Linked DNA regions of Mus musculus: region 1 is linked to region 2. Evidence: chromatin contacts called from public Hi-C data. All regions are on one chromosome and are shown on one strand. Each heading gives the region's core, a stretch centred on a gene start, on an enhancer-like site or on the middle of the called end of the contact. The rest is flanking DNA. Distances are from core to core; before and after follow the strand shown.

Evidence for each region. A called contact is a pair of places that touch in the nucleus more often than the background predicts.
Region 1: a Hi-C map of the Ba/F3 cell line shows a contact between it and region 2, with 4 times the contacts expected there. The contact joins the promoter of Fam151b here to the enhancer-like site in region 2. A contact is called at or near these places in 17 of 39 promoter capture datasets (the 3T3-L1 cell line, 3T3-L1-derived adipocytes, the C10 cell line and 13 more), 6 of 484 Hi-C or Micro-C datasets (the Ba/F3 cell line, CD8 T cells, Th2 cells and 3 more) and 1 of 9 other capture datasets (pancreatic islet).

The regions. Positions count from the first base shown.
Region 1 is chr13:92,482,457-92,486,139 of GRCm38.p6, reverse strand. It overlaps Fam151b (family with sequence similarity 151, member B), which reads left to right and starts at 2,109. Exons shown (of 6, transcript NM_001163627.1): 1 at 2,109-2,212. The coding sequence starts at 2,188. Gm52060 (a long non-coding RNA gene) reads right to left here and starts at 2,067. Exons shown (of 3, transcript XR_003950692.1): 1 at 2,004-2,067; 2 at 1,121-1,195.
Region 2 is chr13:92,335,500-92,338,823 of GRCm38.p6, reverse strand. All of the region lies in intron 8 of Msh3 (mutS homolog 3), which reads left to right. Among named protein-coding and RNA genes, the nearest start is that of Dhfr, 18 kb to the left of the region's middle. Within about 2 kb of position 1,658, at least 38 of the 459 cell types and tissues checked have an H3K27ac peak or open chromatin away from gene starts, as enhancers often do. A contact at or near this core is called in the Ba/F3 cell line, the HPC-7 cell line, Th2 cells and 1 more, where this site is marked.

The DNA.
Region 1 (3,683 bases), core at 860-3,359, 150 kb before region 2:
TTTATTTCATTTATATGAATACACAGTAGCCATCTTCAGACACACCAGAAGAGGCCATCTGATCCCATTACATGGTTGTGAGCCGCTATGTGGTTGCTGGGAATTGAACTCAGGACCTCTGGAAGAACAAGCAGCCAGTGCTCTTAACCACTGAGCCATCTCTCCAGCCCCTAGAAGTTTAATAGAATAATTTTGATATGATTCAAGTGATAAAAGACTTTCTTGAAATAAAACAGAAACTGCTTACTTATTCTAGGTTTGATATTTTGTTGAGTGGCTTTGAAATGTTTGACTTGTGTGTACAGTTCAGCAAAAAGAAACATGAAAATTTAGCGTGTTAATTTTTTGTTCCTTTCTGCAATTAAGATGCTTTTTACCAATGGCTGAGTAAAAAATGTCCAGACAGAAGCAGTAGGACCTTTATAATCCTAAATGCTGTGCAGATCCCACCTGCACGGATCTACCCTGTTCTTCCACCACATATCTTCAACAGGTAGTCATCTTTATCGTGTGTGCCATCCCATGAATTGGAGGTAGTAGCAGCAGTGATCTTATTCCTCTCTGTTTCTTAAAGTGCACAAGACATTGGAATTGCTGTAATTATTGTGCTGTGTGAGAGAACACTTGAATCTGTTTCTCCCACCTGAAATGTGTCCTGACATCTTACATCGCCCCACTATCTCCCTTTCCTCTGCCAACTCTGCCCTTCAGCACCAGCAACCACCATCATCAGTTTTTGTCCAGGTCAGCATTCTTAGGTCAGTGATAGAAGTGAAATCATGCAGCCTTGGTCTTCCTGGGCCTGTCCTCCTTCACCCAACATCTGACAGTTCATCCTTGTTGCAAATAACAGGGTCTCCTATATGAACCCTGAACTTCATGATGGGCCTTGCTACATTTTATCTATTCATCTACTGGTGGATCTTAGGTTGGTTTTGTGTCTTGCTTTTAGGAGTTAACATTGCAGTGAGCACAGGGCACAGCTGCCTACCTGACAGTGATTTCCTTTACATACGCAACGACTCATAGTTTTTAACTTTTCCAGGGTCATCCACACCGTGTTCATAGTGACATTTCTTACTTACAGTGTAGCATTGTGTAGTCATACTATATTAATTACCTGGGTTATGGAGTGTAAGTAGGTTCCATTGCTTCTGTCTGAACGTTTTTTACTCCGCGATTGGTAAAAAGCATCCTAATTGCAGAAAGGAACAAAAATCCATTAGAAATCTTGCCTGTATTCGTAGGAGTACTTTGATAATAGCAATTTCATTACTAACAAGGCTGGTGGTTAGAACTTCCAGGGTGAGGGTGTTGGAATGTTGAAGCTCTAGCAGCATCTTCTTGTGCTGTGTTTAGCTCCCTTAATTGCATTGCTTACTTGACCTCATGTCCTTGTGACTAGGTGAAACTTTTGGAATGTGTTAACACAGTACCAGCCTGAAACCCAAGAACCGTCGGATAGGAACGGAAACGTGCACTCAGTTTGCTGTAAACTGCATGCCTGATGTTTCCACAAAAGTATTTGAAATTTTCCAGGATATATAACTTTCTTAAACAGCGAAAAACACTACTAAACTATGCAATATGTCTGGGGCAACTGGTTTCGTGTTCTAGAACGATTATCACTCATACTTGGTTCAGGAATAAACTCTTGAGGTGAGAGGTGTGTGGTTTATGCTGTTTGTAAAGAAGTAAGTTTAAATGTGAAGATACAGGTAGAAAACCAAAGACCATAAAGCAATGGGGCTATATTTTCTGGCTGAGCTGGAGGAAATCCAGAGACTTTGGAGACCCGGTTGAGGCCAAAATTGCCACTCAAGTCAGAGTGACTTAAAAATTTTACTCTCTGAAGGGTTGGGCGAGAACCACTTCCGTTTGTGCTGTCAGGTAATGTATTCTAGCTTTGCAGCCCGCTGTACCCTAGAATGAGTAGCTCCACACCAGAACTGGACCACTGCACTATGGGAAATGTGCCCCGCAATCCTCTCCCCGCGACCCACCTCCTCTCTTCCCACTATCCCCGCTTCTCTCCCTGCCCCAAGCCTAGCAGTTCCAGTGCGCATGCGCACCTTTTACATCACTGGCGCAGAGGTTCCGGTCAGGTCATCTGGCTTCCGCCAGGAAGACAACCAGGAGACTGCCAACCTTGTGCACCTGCGCAGATCGCTGCGTCTGTCTGTCACCATGGCAGCATGTGCAGGGGGCCCGGGTAAGTGTGGAGGGTTCAGCGGGCAGGGTACCGCCTACTCTTTTTCCTGTTTTGTTATTGAGTTGTAAATGCCAGTGTCTGCGGGGTGTTCAAGTGGTGGCTGATTTAACTGAGGCCGAAGAGTATCTCCGTGTGACAAAGGTAGAAACAATTTAGGGTAAATCGATTGTTTAGATACAAAAGGAAAATTCATTTTTGATATTAAAAGTTCAAAATGGTTCAGTAAGGTCTCTAGTCCTTCCCAATCATTAGCCCATTTCCCCCTCAAATTTCTGCTACACATTCGTGGGTGGATCCTTCCAAAAAGGTCTTACATACATACCACATTATCTTTTTTTTTTAACCTTTCACTTTTTGTTTGTTTGTTTTGTTTTATTTGTATGAGTACACTGCAGCTGTCTTGAGACACGCCACAAGAGGGCATCGGATTCCATTACAGATGGTTGAGAGCCACCATGTGGTTGCTGGGGAAGTGACCTCAGGACCCCTGGAAGAGCAGTCAGTGCCCTTAACTGCTAGGCCATCTCTTCAGCCCTCTACCTTCTTTATTTTATTTTTTTTTAAGATTTTTCATTTATTAAATGTAAGTACACTGTAGCTGTCTTCAGACACCCCAGAAGAGAGCATCAGATTTCATTACGAATGGTTGTGAGCCACCATGTGGTTGCTGGGATTTGAACTCAGGACCTTCAAATTTGAAGAGCAGTTGGTGCTCTTAACCTCTGAGCCATCTCTCCGTCTCTGCTTTTTAACACACACATAAACATTAAATATTTCTTTATTTTGCATAAAACCTTTGAAGATTTTAAACAATGTATTTTGATCAATTTATCTTTCCCTCTCCCCCAGATCTTACCAAACCTCTCTTCAACTTCACACTCTTTTTATTTGTTCTTATATTTATCAAACGTCAAAGAAGGAATAGAGTGGACTCTCTCAAGGTTGGGGGCCTCCCTCTGGTTTTGTACTGTGAATTTTAAGAAAGTTTCTGTAAATGTTTATGGTGCATATTTATTGGGTAAGGTGAGACTTTTCCCCTCCCAACCCATAGTAGATCAATTCAATATCAATTTCTTAGGTATTTCTTCCCACGAGGCCCACAAAAGAGGGAGAGGTAGGTGTCAAAATCACATTGGCAGGGCTGGAGAAAGAGCTCATTTGCAAAGCTTCTTGCCTTGCAGGCATGAGGACAAGAGTTCCATCCACACAGCCTGTGTGAAAACCAGGGACCCTGGTACAGGAGGGCACTGGGGGGGATGGGAACAGATGGATCCATGGAAGGAGATAGCACACCACTCAGAGTTGTCTTCTTGGTAAGCTCCAGGTTAGCAAGCCTCCCTCTCTCAAAACACAAGAATGACATCTGTGACTGTCCTCTGGTCTCCTCATGCACATGCTCACACAGCCATACCACACTGTAATACAATGGCACTGGCTCTTTGGAAGATGCGCGCCCTTCCTTAGTGAACAA
Region 2 (3,324 bases), core at 409-2,908:
GGGATTAAAGGCGTGCGCCACCACGCCTGGCAAGTAAACACATTTTAAGTAACATATTTGATTCGCTATTTCTACTTGTTGTTTTTAGTGAAGTATTTGGACCAATTAAGTCCCTGTGCTTTTGGTAACATCCTATTATTTTTATAATTTGAAAGATCTTTTCTCATCTTGAGAGCACTTTGTAGTTTTACCTATGTTTTATTTTTACCAAAATCTTTTTAAAATTTTATTTGTAGTACTCAATTATTATTATTATTATTTTTTTTTATGGTTTTTCAAGACAGGGTTTCTCTGTATAGCCCTGGCTGTCCTGGGACTCACTTTGTAGACCAGGCTGGCCTGGAACTCAGAAATCCACCTGCCTCTGCCTCCCAAGTGTGTAGTGCTCAATTTTAAATTTACATTTTCTTTATTTCATCGTATGAGGTGAGTTCCTTAATTTTTCTTATTAGAGACAGTTGCTCCACTTTAAAACCCACAGAGCTCAGGAAGAATAGTTTGCCAGACTTCTGTTCTCAGTTGGCTTACAGGCAGCAGTGTAACGTTCAATTTTCAGATAAGAAAGTTTTATTGTGAGTTTAGTGGTGTCTGGTGTCAGTGCTGACATGTAGTTTCTTATCTCTCAGACCTAGAGTCACACTGTAACCCCGTCTTTTTCTGCACTAGATGAGAAGGTGAAAGCTCCAGTTTTTGTCAGGTACTGGTGGGTATTTTACTGGTAACAAAGATATTACATATTATTACTATGTGAGAAGATGCAAAAGTTGCCTGGAATTATAGCAGATTTAATATAGTTTAAAAAACAGTTTTTAAAAATTTAACTTTTTATTCCTAACTTTAACCACAAGAGGTCTCCAAAGGATTTTATATTTTGTGTTAAGATTTTTCTTTTTTAAGAATATGAAATCCTTCCCATTTATTTCTCAAGCTAGTTGCATTCATTTTGTATAGTGTGTCATTTTTAGAGTAAAACAAATAGACAAAGATGATCGTCAGCGGAATCAGACACTCCTGAATAGTGGCAGACTGTTTCTCACGTGTCTGTCAGAGGGGATCAGGCATCCTATTCCATTATCCCATTGGTTGTCAAATTGTATAGAGAGAAAAAAATAGCAGCAGTTTTGAGATTGCTTTAGTTTAGAGAGTTTTATGTTTATAGTCAAAAGAAAAGGAACGAAAACCATTACTTAAACTAATAATAACCGTTACTAATAGTATTTACTAGCTCTCCCATTGAGTCCTGAGCCGAGCATGGTGACTGTCTGAGTTCACAGAGATGGACGTACCCTGGTCACAGCAGGCTGTGGAGGAGGTGGGTTGCATAGGGACATTTGCAGGACGGAAGACTTGACTGGATGAAAGAGAGGAGAAAGGTGCATAGTGTGTAAAATGAAACGATTCAGACTCGGGCACACGGCGAGACTCTTGATCAGAGGAAATGCTCATCTTGGCAAGTGAGGAAAACTCATAGGGCTTTAACCAAGCAATGCAGGGAAGGAGATATATTCATGGGGGAGAGTCAGAAGAAGAGGTGGGTGAGCTTACTGCCAGGAGAGACACTAGAGCTTGGGGAAAGTCAGTAGTTGAAAGTAGGAAGAAAGAGAGGTAAGGCCAGGGCGAGTAGGAGGTGGGCTGTGGTCATATGTGTGTGAGTAGGAAGGAGGTCATGTGAGTGTGAGTAGGAGGTGGGCTGTGCTCATGTGAGTGTGAGTAGGAAGGAGGTCATGTGAGTGAGTAGGAAGTGGGCTGTGGTCATGTGAGTGTGAGTAGGAGGTCATATGAGTGTGAGTAGGAGGTGGGCTGTGGTCATGTGAGTGTGAGTAGGAAGGAGGTCATGTGAGTATGAGTAGGAAGGAGATCATATGAGTGTGAGTAGGAGGTGGGCTGTGGTCACCTGCTGCCAGGCTGGATTTGGTGGCACATGCCTATAGTTCCAGCATTCCAGAGGTGAGGCAGAGGCAGGCAAATCCCTGTCTATGGAGCGAGTTCTAGGTTCTAGGACAGCCAGGACTATACAGAAAAACCCTTAGTGGGATGGGGTTGAAGAATAAGAGGGAAAAAGGGAATTTGTCTCATTAAACTGTTTAATAATCTGATGTTATTACATATTTGATGGCTCCAGGTTAGTGACTACAGTGTTCTAAGTTTAATAAGATAGTGCCTTGGACTCAGATGAGGCCATCAACATGATTCTTAGGTCTCAGGAGCCGACTAACCGAGGGATGCCTTTTCAAGCACTGAGGATTATGGGAAGGAACAGCTAAGTACCTCAGTCTGAGGGGATGTTGAGGCTGGGCAATGTAAGGACAGGGTGTGGGGGTGGGAGTGGGAGTGGGGAGAAAGGCTGGCTGAGACATCAGCTGTGGGTGCAGAGTGACCTGTCAGAGATGCTCAGTGCCGGGGCAGGGGGCTGGAGTGCCCATCCGGGAGGGTGGGGCTTTATTAAGATGTTTCTCAGGCTATCTTGCTGAGTCCTGTTATAGCTGCTATACTTTGTGTCAGAATTTGTTCTTCTGCAATTTAAATAACATTTAAAAATCTACAGAGACAATACATTTGTTTTTCAAGTGAAAAAATACCTTTCTAAAAAGGAAAACGGCTGGGCGTGGTAGTGCATGCCTTTAATCCCAGCACTCGGGAGGCAGAGGCAATCGGATTTCTGAGTTTGAGGCCAGCCTGGTCTACAAAGTGAGTTTCAGGACAGCCAGGGCTACACAGAGAAACCCTGTCTCGAAAAACCATAAAAAAAAAAAAAAGAAAGAAAGAAAACGATTTTGTTAAACTTCTAAACTTCTCAATTTGATATATATTATTTTTATAATTTATGGCTTAAATATCTAAACCTAAACCTTGGTGCTGTATGTCATTTTTGTAATAATAAAGTCAAGAGTTTGGAACACAGATGGGCGTATGTACAAAAGTCACAGAATGAATGGGCAGTTGTTGGATGTGAAGGAGGATGCTCTGCTTGAAGTGAGCTTTCCTAGTCAAGTGGGGCCGTCAGATACTGCTTTTTCCTTAATAGCTTCCCCCCATCTCTTTCTGTAAGTACCGGTTTTATAACCATAGCAAAATAAAGAGGGAGGTAGCAATTTTTCAGACGTCTTCTTCATTATCCATATCATCCACAGCAAAACTAGGTTCTTTTTCAGTTCAGCATTGCTGTACTTCATCATAAAGAATCGGTTCTTTTCAACATTTTTTCTGTTTTTAAATATTTATTTTGTGTGTATAAGTGTTTTGCCATGCATGCATGTCTGCATGTCTGGTACCCATGGCAGTCAAAAAGTGTAGAATCCTGTGGACCTGGAGGTTTTGGATGGT